Linked DNA regions of Mus musculus: region 1 is linked to region 2. The links are chromatin contacts, called in public Hi-C maps. All regions are on one chromosome and are shown on one strand. Each heading gives the region's core, a stretch centred on a gene start, on an enhancer-like site or on the middle of the called end of the contact. The rest is flanking DNA. Distances are from core to core; before and after follow the strand shown. Region 1 overlaps Gm31515 (a long non-coding RNA gene). Region 2 overlaps Atp2b4 (ATPase, Ca++ transporting, plasma membrane 4).

The links. A called contact is a pair of places that touch in the nucleus more often than the background predicts.
Region 1: a Hi-C map of liver shows a contact between it and region 2, with 3 times the contacts expected there. The contact joins two enhancer-like sites. A contact is called at or near these places in 3 of 39 promoter capture datasets (the 3T3-L1 cell line, 3T3-L1-derived adipocytes and liver), 7 of 15 datasets of contacts at CTCF or cohesin (CD8 T cells, the G1E-ER4 cell line, embryonic stem cells and 3 more), 32 of 484 Hi-C or Micro-C datasets (B cells, the Ba/F3 cell line, CD4 T cells and 17 more), 16 of 115 datasets of contacts at active chromatin or transcription factors (the HPC-7 cell line, Th17 cells, craniofacial prominence and 11 more) and 3 of 9 other capture datasets (adipose tissue, liver and pancreatic islet).

Annotation. Positions count from the first base shown.
Region 1 is chr1:133,880,798-133,884,416 of GRCm38.p6, reverse strand. The region is part of intron 2 of Gm31515 (a long non-coding RNA gene); the gene reads right to left. Among named protein-coding and RNA genes, the nearest start is that of Gm31515, 23 kb to the right of the region's middle. Within about 2 kb of position 1,691, at least 27 of the 459 cell types and tissues checked have an H3K27ac peak or open chromatin away from gene starts, as enhancers often do. A contact at or near this core is called in liver, where this site is marked.
Region 2 is chr1:133,711,687-133,715,280 of GRCm38.p6, reverse strand. It overlaps Atp2b4 (ATPase, Ca++ transporting, plasma membrane 4), which reads left to right. Exons shown (of 20, transcript NM_213616.4): 19 at 51-227. Among named protein-coding and RNA genes, the nearest start is that of Mir6903, 13 kb to the left of the region's middle. Within about 2 kb of position 2,205, at least 36 of the 459 cell types and tissues checked have an H3K27ac peak or open chromatin away from gene starts, as enhancers often do. A contact at or near this core is called in liver, where this site is marked.

The DNA.
Region 1 (3,619 bases), core at 442-2,941, 170 kb before region 2:
ATAACTGCAGCCAGCATCTCTGGGAGTCAGCCTGCAATTTCAGCTCACTGGCAGGCACAGGAGTCTGTAGGTGTGATGGGCAAGGCTTCAGCCTACTCTTCCCGGCCTGTGAATTCCATTTGTCCGTTCATTCCGTGTGCACACAGGACGTCAGGGAAGCTGACAGGTTAACATTGGCCTCCTCCTACTCACTCCTGTCAGCTGCTGGAAGCAGAGGAGCCGAGGAGCAGGAAGCCACAGGAGCTCCGCTTCTTACAAATCAGCTAACAGGGTGGGATGCTTGGTCCTCTGGTATTATTGGTCTCTCCTGCCCAACAAATGTCAGGAAAAGGGTAATCTGAATGCTTAATTACCAGTCTCTCTGAAAGTGGAACATGGGGCAGTTAAAATTATAGAGCATCTCAGATCTCAGGCCCACCTCCTGTACCCCCCGTAATTGTAAGCACGGGGCTTACATTAGTGGATCAAATATGGACCCTGTCCCAGGAGCTTAGACTCTGGAGCAACGGTAGCAGGTGGTACTGTCAACAGTTAGAGACATATTCTGAGTAGAATAGACTGGAAGAGCTGGTAGAGAAGACAGCAAGCAAACTGGCCAAATGAGCCAGGCAGGGCCACCCCTTGCATATGGCTGCTTAGCAGAACAGGGAGAGGCCTTGCGTTGCCCAAAACACATCTGTAGAAAGGATAAGAGGATGCCCACAGTCAGTATGCTTCTGAAGGTGAGAAGCTGGAAGATGACTTCGATGAGGGTCTAGCCTCTTCTTCCTTCACAGGTGAGGCTCACTTCTCTAACACCTGTCCACTTTCGACTTGCTCCCCTGCCATACTCCGGATAGATGAGTTCTGCTCAAATCTGGGCATTCTCTGGGTCTCCATGGAGAAAAGCGGGGACTCCTCAACACCAGAGCTCTGGGGACTAGGACACGTGGTGATGGATGGGTCAGAGAGACCAGAGAACAGCTGCCCTTGGCTAATAGGGCGAGCACTGTCTGTTTTCCTTATCAGAGGCCCAGCCTGATCTCACTCAGCCCTCAGAGGCAGCCTGCTCAGAGTTCACCCTGCTTGCCCCTCTCCTCTCCCACTTTCTCCCATCCCACCCAGATCCAAGTCTTCAAGACCACCTGTCCAGCAAATGGGCTCTAGGAAGGCCAGGGAGGGAGGCATGACTGTAGGACCCAAGACCTTCGGAGGCCTCTTTGTACACTTCACACACCCACTGCCAGGCCTGCATCTATGCTATGGGGTGGTACTCTTCCTCCAAGGCCAAGAATCCAGAGGTCCTGAAGAGCAGTCCCTACATGGGCTTGGGCTTCCCCCTGGTCTTAGAAACCAAGGCTCTGCTCCAATTTCCAATTTCCTTGCTGGTTCCACTTAACCCTCCCTGGCTCCGAGTCAACCCTCTTGCTCCTGCTGGATAGACACCAACTAACACACATGTCACACCTGCTTCACCCAGTGGGAAACACAGAGACAACTGCCTTAGACGCAGTCCCTTCTAAGGTACAGCCTCACCTGGCTAACATGTGAAGAGTCTGGGTTTGAACTTTAGTCCTGCCAGTTAGTGAGTTATGTTCTTGTGGTTTATTTATATCTATAATGCGAGATACTATCCCTGTCTGGGCTGCCCCGGGATTAACCTTAAAGGTATGCACAGAGGACTTGCCTTGTTTGAAGAACAAAGTCCAACCAAAACAAACTATTGTCATTCTGCCACGTGATGAGCCTGTGAGGGCGCTGTGGGTTCTGAGAGGCCTCAGGGCAGCTCTGGAAATTGAGTTGCAGACCGTTCTCCTGGGGTCACCCCTCTCCTGAAAGTTTATCATCCCATGGGCCCCACCTCCAGCCATCTGAAATTCATTTCACTCCCATCCTAGCCCTGGTCAGAGTGTCACGGTTACATCCCAGCCAGGCTACAATGTCACCCTCCAGTGATCCTTCTGATCTCCATGGGGGGAGTGGGGGCGGGGGCAGGTTGGGAGGATGCCAGGTGACCGCTAAAGGGCACAGAAGCCTTCCAGGCATCAGAAGGATTGGTAGTTCATCAAGATTACCCAGCTCCAGCTAGAAGCACCTGCCGCCACTCAACCCCTGCAAAGAGAAGAGGCCTAGGAGGTCCCCAGTCCCCTCTTCTGACACCAGACAGAAGCAAGATGTATTTGAGTTTTGAGCGTCCTGTGGGACACCAGGACCCTAGGGACCTTGCCTGCCTGGCTGAAAAGGTCCCAGTGCCCTGCTCTGCACCTGTCCTGGGGCCCGCAGAAGGTTGTGTTAACAACAATAGCTCCAAATTCCTATTAAAACGCTAGAGCAGGGAGAGCCAGTAACCATTGGCAGCTGAACCTCTAATAAGTATAATCATCACCATTAAGGGAAGAGTGGGGGAGGGAGGGAGCGGGGCTGGTAATACAGTGATTATATTAATCTGCCTCCGTGGCATGCCTTTGCCTCTGAGCCCACCAGGAGCACACAGGCCGCCAGCGAAGGCAGGCAGCCTGGCAGCACCCATGCTCCCACCTCTGTAGTTCTACAGCCCCTACAATTGCCTCATCTATCAGTGGGAACAAAAGTTTCCCTGCTGGGTGGGAGGAGGTGAAGGAGATCTTAGTGGGGAGGAGAGGCCAGTGAGAACTTAGGTAAGGGGGAGGTAACTGTAGAGCCCCAGTCTGGGCTTCAAGACTTTTTCACTGTGTGAGCCTCATGAAGCCAATAGTTTACAGACCCTCTCTTATAAACAACTTCCACTGCATGTGCCGCTGCGCTAAGCCACTGGTTCAGAACCTTCCTAATGCTGTGACCCCTTATGTTGTAGTGACCCTCAACCATAAAATTATTTTTGTAGAATCCTAATGTAGATATCTGTGTTTTCTGATGGTCTTAGGTGACCTCTGTGAAAGGGTCGTTTGACCCCCAAAGGGTCACGACCCACAGGCTAAGAACTGCTCTAAGCACTTTGCAGTTCCTTTCATTCTTGCTGAGACTCTGAAGGCAGGTGAGAAACCGAGTCACAGAGGTGGCTAAATAATTTGCCCAAAGTAAGTCCTTGCAGGGCAGATCCCCATCTGGATTAAGTACCTCCCTGCACTGCCTTACTCTTAGCCCTGCTTTGACATTGCCTCTGAAACCCTAAACCTAGCCCATAGCAGACCCAGATGAACAGGACTGACTAGGGAAAGTCCTGGCCCAGGACTCCTTTCTCACACCCAGTCCCTCCCAAGTATATTTGGCTCCTTCCCCTTTCTTGTATTTGAGTCCCTTACCGAACCTGAAGATATTTTTCAGCAGTTCTTTTGCCTTTCACTTGCTACAGAGAGACCGGCTCTTGCGATGTTGCCTAGGCGAGCCCGGAAATCACTATGTAGCCTGGGCTCTCCTCAAACTTCTAGGTGATCTTCCTGTCTCAGCTTTCGAAATGCCAGAATCACAGGAGTAAGCTACCAAACCTTGCTTAACATGCAGCGTTGACAAGCATGAAGGAGGCCCTAGCCTGGAGACAGCATCTCTCTTGCCCACTTGCACTAAATCTTAATCATGGACAATGCTCTCCTTGTAGTGGTGAGGACGTGATTCCAACCCAGTGAGCCTCTCTCGTGACAAACTTAGATAATTGACTCGTTTG
Region 2 (3,594 bases), core at 956-3,455:
TTTTCTTCTCCAATGTGGCTGTTGTCCCCTTTGGCTGTGACTGCTCTCAGGTCATCTCTGCAATACCTACCAAGTCTCTGAAGTTCCTGAAGGAGGCTGGCCACGGCAGTGACAAAGAGGACATCAGCAGGGATACTGAGGGAATGGACGAGATTGACCTTGCCGAGATGGAGCTTCGCCGAGGCCAGATCCTCTGGGTCCGTGGCCTGAACCGGATTCAGACTCAGGTACTCTGTGGTGGCCTGTCCTTACCCTGGGAGAAGAAGTCTCCCCATCCTGGGAAAGGGTAGGAAGGCAGTAATTCCTGGCAGTCAACACCTTTACCCCTTTCGTAAGGCTCACTGTTCAAGCGCAGCCTGTGTTCCTTAACTTCAGGGCCAACAGGGCCAGAGGTCTCTGGGGGATTCCTCTAGGAGGGACTAGTCGGCAGACTGGACCATGGGCCAACAGACTGGACCACGGTCCCCGAGTTCCTCAGCTGTGGTTAGCCCTTCAACCCATCGCCACCCCCACCCCAGGTTTGTCAGTGGAGATGTCTTCCCACATAAGGTCTATTCCAGTACCAGCCACGACCCCAAGATAGGGACTGTGTAGTCCCTTCCCTGCCCTGATGGAAGAACTAAGAGGCCCTGATTTTATAACACTGGAAGGAAAGCCAGCATCCCTGACTGGTCGAAGTGAGAGCTGTTATCTGGGGAGGTCTTTGTTAAAGAAGCTCACCTTCTTCCATTGTTCCACCTTGATGCAAGGCCTCTCTGGGGCATCTGATGATTAAGTAGCTATAAACAGCAGTCTCTCTGTGCCTGATATCTTTGGAAGAATTCAGACTGGCTTCCCAAAAAGGGAATTTCTGAAACAGAGTACAAGTGAGTCCCCTGCTTGTAGCCCTAACCCCATTTCCCCCGACTTCCATGCATCGCTACTGGGACAGCTTCGGAGACCCCTCAACCTTTTATGGTTTTAGTCCCAAGATTCCCAAACAAACCGTCAATTCCAAGATCTTGAGGGGACTGTCCTGAGCAAGACCTGTTTCTTCCCCCTAGTTGGCGAGAGATCAAAATATTTCACTTTCAAAAACTGGCCTTTGGCTGGTTTAGAAAATTGCCTGGCCAGCCTCCCCCTCCCCCATCCCCTTTAGTGTACAGGGAAGACAAGCTAATTCACATTTTAAACTGCTTACCTGGTAGGAACTGCCTCCCACCCACCCCCAACCCCCCAGGAAGACACCAGGTAGAAAATGGGCAAGATACAGGTCGTAAACCCTGGGCTCCTCTCCTCTTTTTCCTAGGAAGGGAACTGAATCCTGACTTACATATATCACCTCATGATAGCAAGTCCCCACCTCTGCCCACCCCCACCCCCACCCCCACTGAGTCCCTTGGGTGCCCGTAGAATTTAGCACCTTGACTTCCATCTCTTCAGGTCTGCTCCTTTCAAAATAACCTCTTTGCTTTTCTTCCCTTCAGGGTCCTCTTCTACTGTGTGTTTGCTTTTTTTTTTTTTTTAATATTTATTTATTTATTTTGGTTTTGTCCCTGTTTTTTTCCTGGCCAGGATCCCCTCCTTCCAGAGCCTCCTTGCTTCTTGCCAGTCTTCTTTCTGGGGAGCTGAGATTCATGGCTCTTCCTTTTCCTGCACTCCCAGTTTGCATCCCCTTTCCGTACCTCTCCGATCTCCACAGCACACATACCTTCAGGCATACCTCTTTCCCTGCTAGAATGGAAGGGAGCTGGGCCAGATTGACTTTAAAACCTAAATCTGAGGCCAACCATGTGGTGCACATCTAACAATCTTCAGGAGGCTGAGGTGGGAAGATTCCTAGTTAGGCCAGTCTGGGCTGTGTAGCTAGACCCTACCTCAAAAAAAAAAAAAAAAAAAACAAGCAAAAGCCTAAACAGCCTCCAACAGCAGCCTATTGAAGATGCCGCTGATAGGATCCATCCACAACATTGTAACTGGCACCTAACTGAGCAAATGAGACTGAGTGTGCTAACTGCATCTTCCATGTCCAAAGCCCTCCCACCCCCATCAGGAGGGATTTTGTTCAGTCTCAGGAGGATTCCAACAAAAGCCCTTACAGTCTGGCTGCTGGTCCCCAATTGCAACACGTGGGGTGGGAGATGTTGCCAAGTGACTGCCCAGTGCTGGCTGGGATTTCCCCCTTCCCCTGGCTCTAGGCATTTCCTCCCTTCACCTTTACCCTTTAGTTTGGGGGAGGAAAAAGCACTAGAAAGCAAACATTTGAAGAATTAAAGGGCTGGACTCTTAGAACAGTAAACTCAGAATGCAGTTTTCATTATGTAAGTTGGACCCTGTAACACTCTAAGCTCCTAGGAAGGAGCCTCTACCTTCTTAATGGGACTGAAATCCGCCCCCTAAGGGCAGCCCTCACCTCCTACAGCCTCAGCCAGCAGGCCACTGTGTGGGGAAGCATTTTTAGCTCATACTTGGTCTCCACCCCTAAGTATTTCATGGCTTCTCCAGAGGCTCTGTTTACAAGAACAGGAGTCTGACTCAGGAGAAACCTTCCTTCTGGGGATGCAGTCACAGAATCCCAATCGATCTCTGAAAGATAAAGGAATCCCTTTCTATTTGCTCCTTATTGCTTAGGAGTCAAGGAGAAGGGTGGTAGATTGATTAAGACCCCAGATCATTGCTTACTGCGGGAAAGCGATGATATTAATTGCCTCCATCCCTAAGAAGGAGAAAGCGGAAAGCCAGAAGGCTGCTGTGGTAGGCGGGTGGGGGAGAGTGGCAGCAGCGGCAGCCTCCCAGCGTCGCCAGCACCAGTCTGCCAGTGAAGGTCTCCAGTGCTTAAGTCATGAGTGAGTTTCAGAATTGTGCGTCATGTACCAGCAGAATCCTAAGCACCACTGCAGCTGGAGGAAGCGTCAAAAAAGACACCTCCTCCAAACCAAGCCACTCAACCTGGCAGTCTTTTCACCAAGGCCACTTGTGTGGACTGCTATACTGCCCATCTTCTTTACACACGTGTTAACTTCCTGGGAAATTTGCAAAAACAAACAAACAAACAAACAATTAGTTGACTTAGTTGGTGTAGAGGCTCTTGGGTCTTACATTTCACTAATATGTACTTAGTTTCTGGTATGTCAAATTGCATGCCTTATTTTTAATAGTACAGGTCAACATAATGAAAAAGCTACCTGTTACCATTGGGGAGAAGTTCTTTTGTGCCTGTCCATCCTAGGCTACAGGGGAAAAGGAAACCCAATCCTAGCTGGGTGTTTGAAAATCCATAGCAAATTGTTCCTTAAATGACAATGACAGTGTGGTTTGCAATTACTGCCCTCCCCCGCCCCACCCTCACCTGTTGCTCTGGGTTTAAGGGAATAGCTCTCTTGATCTCCTACCCCTCTCCCCAGCCCTCCTGACCCTGCCTTCCTCTTCCTTCTCTCTGACTGTGGAGCAAAGCTGTCTCACTCTCTGATTCTTTGCAGATTGACGTAATTAACAAATTCCAGACGGAAGCCCCCTTAAAGAGAGTCCGAGAGAACATGACTCAACACCTTGATGTAAAACTGGTTCCTAGCTCCTATTCCGCAGCAGTTGCATCACTCAGAACTTGCCCCTCCA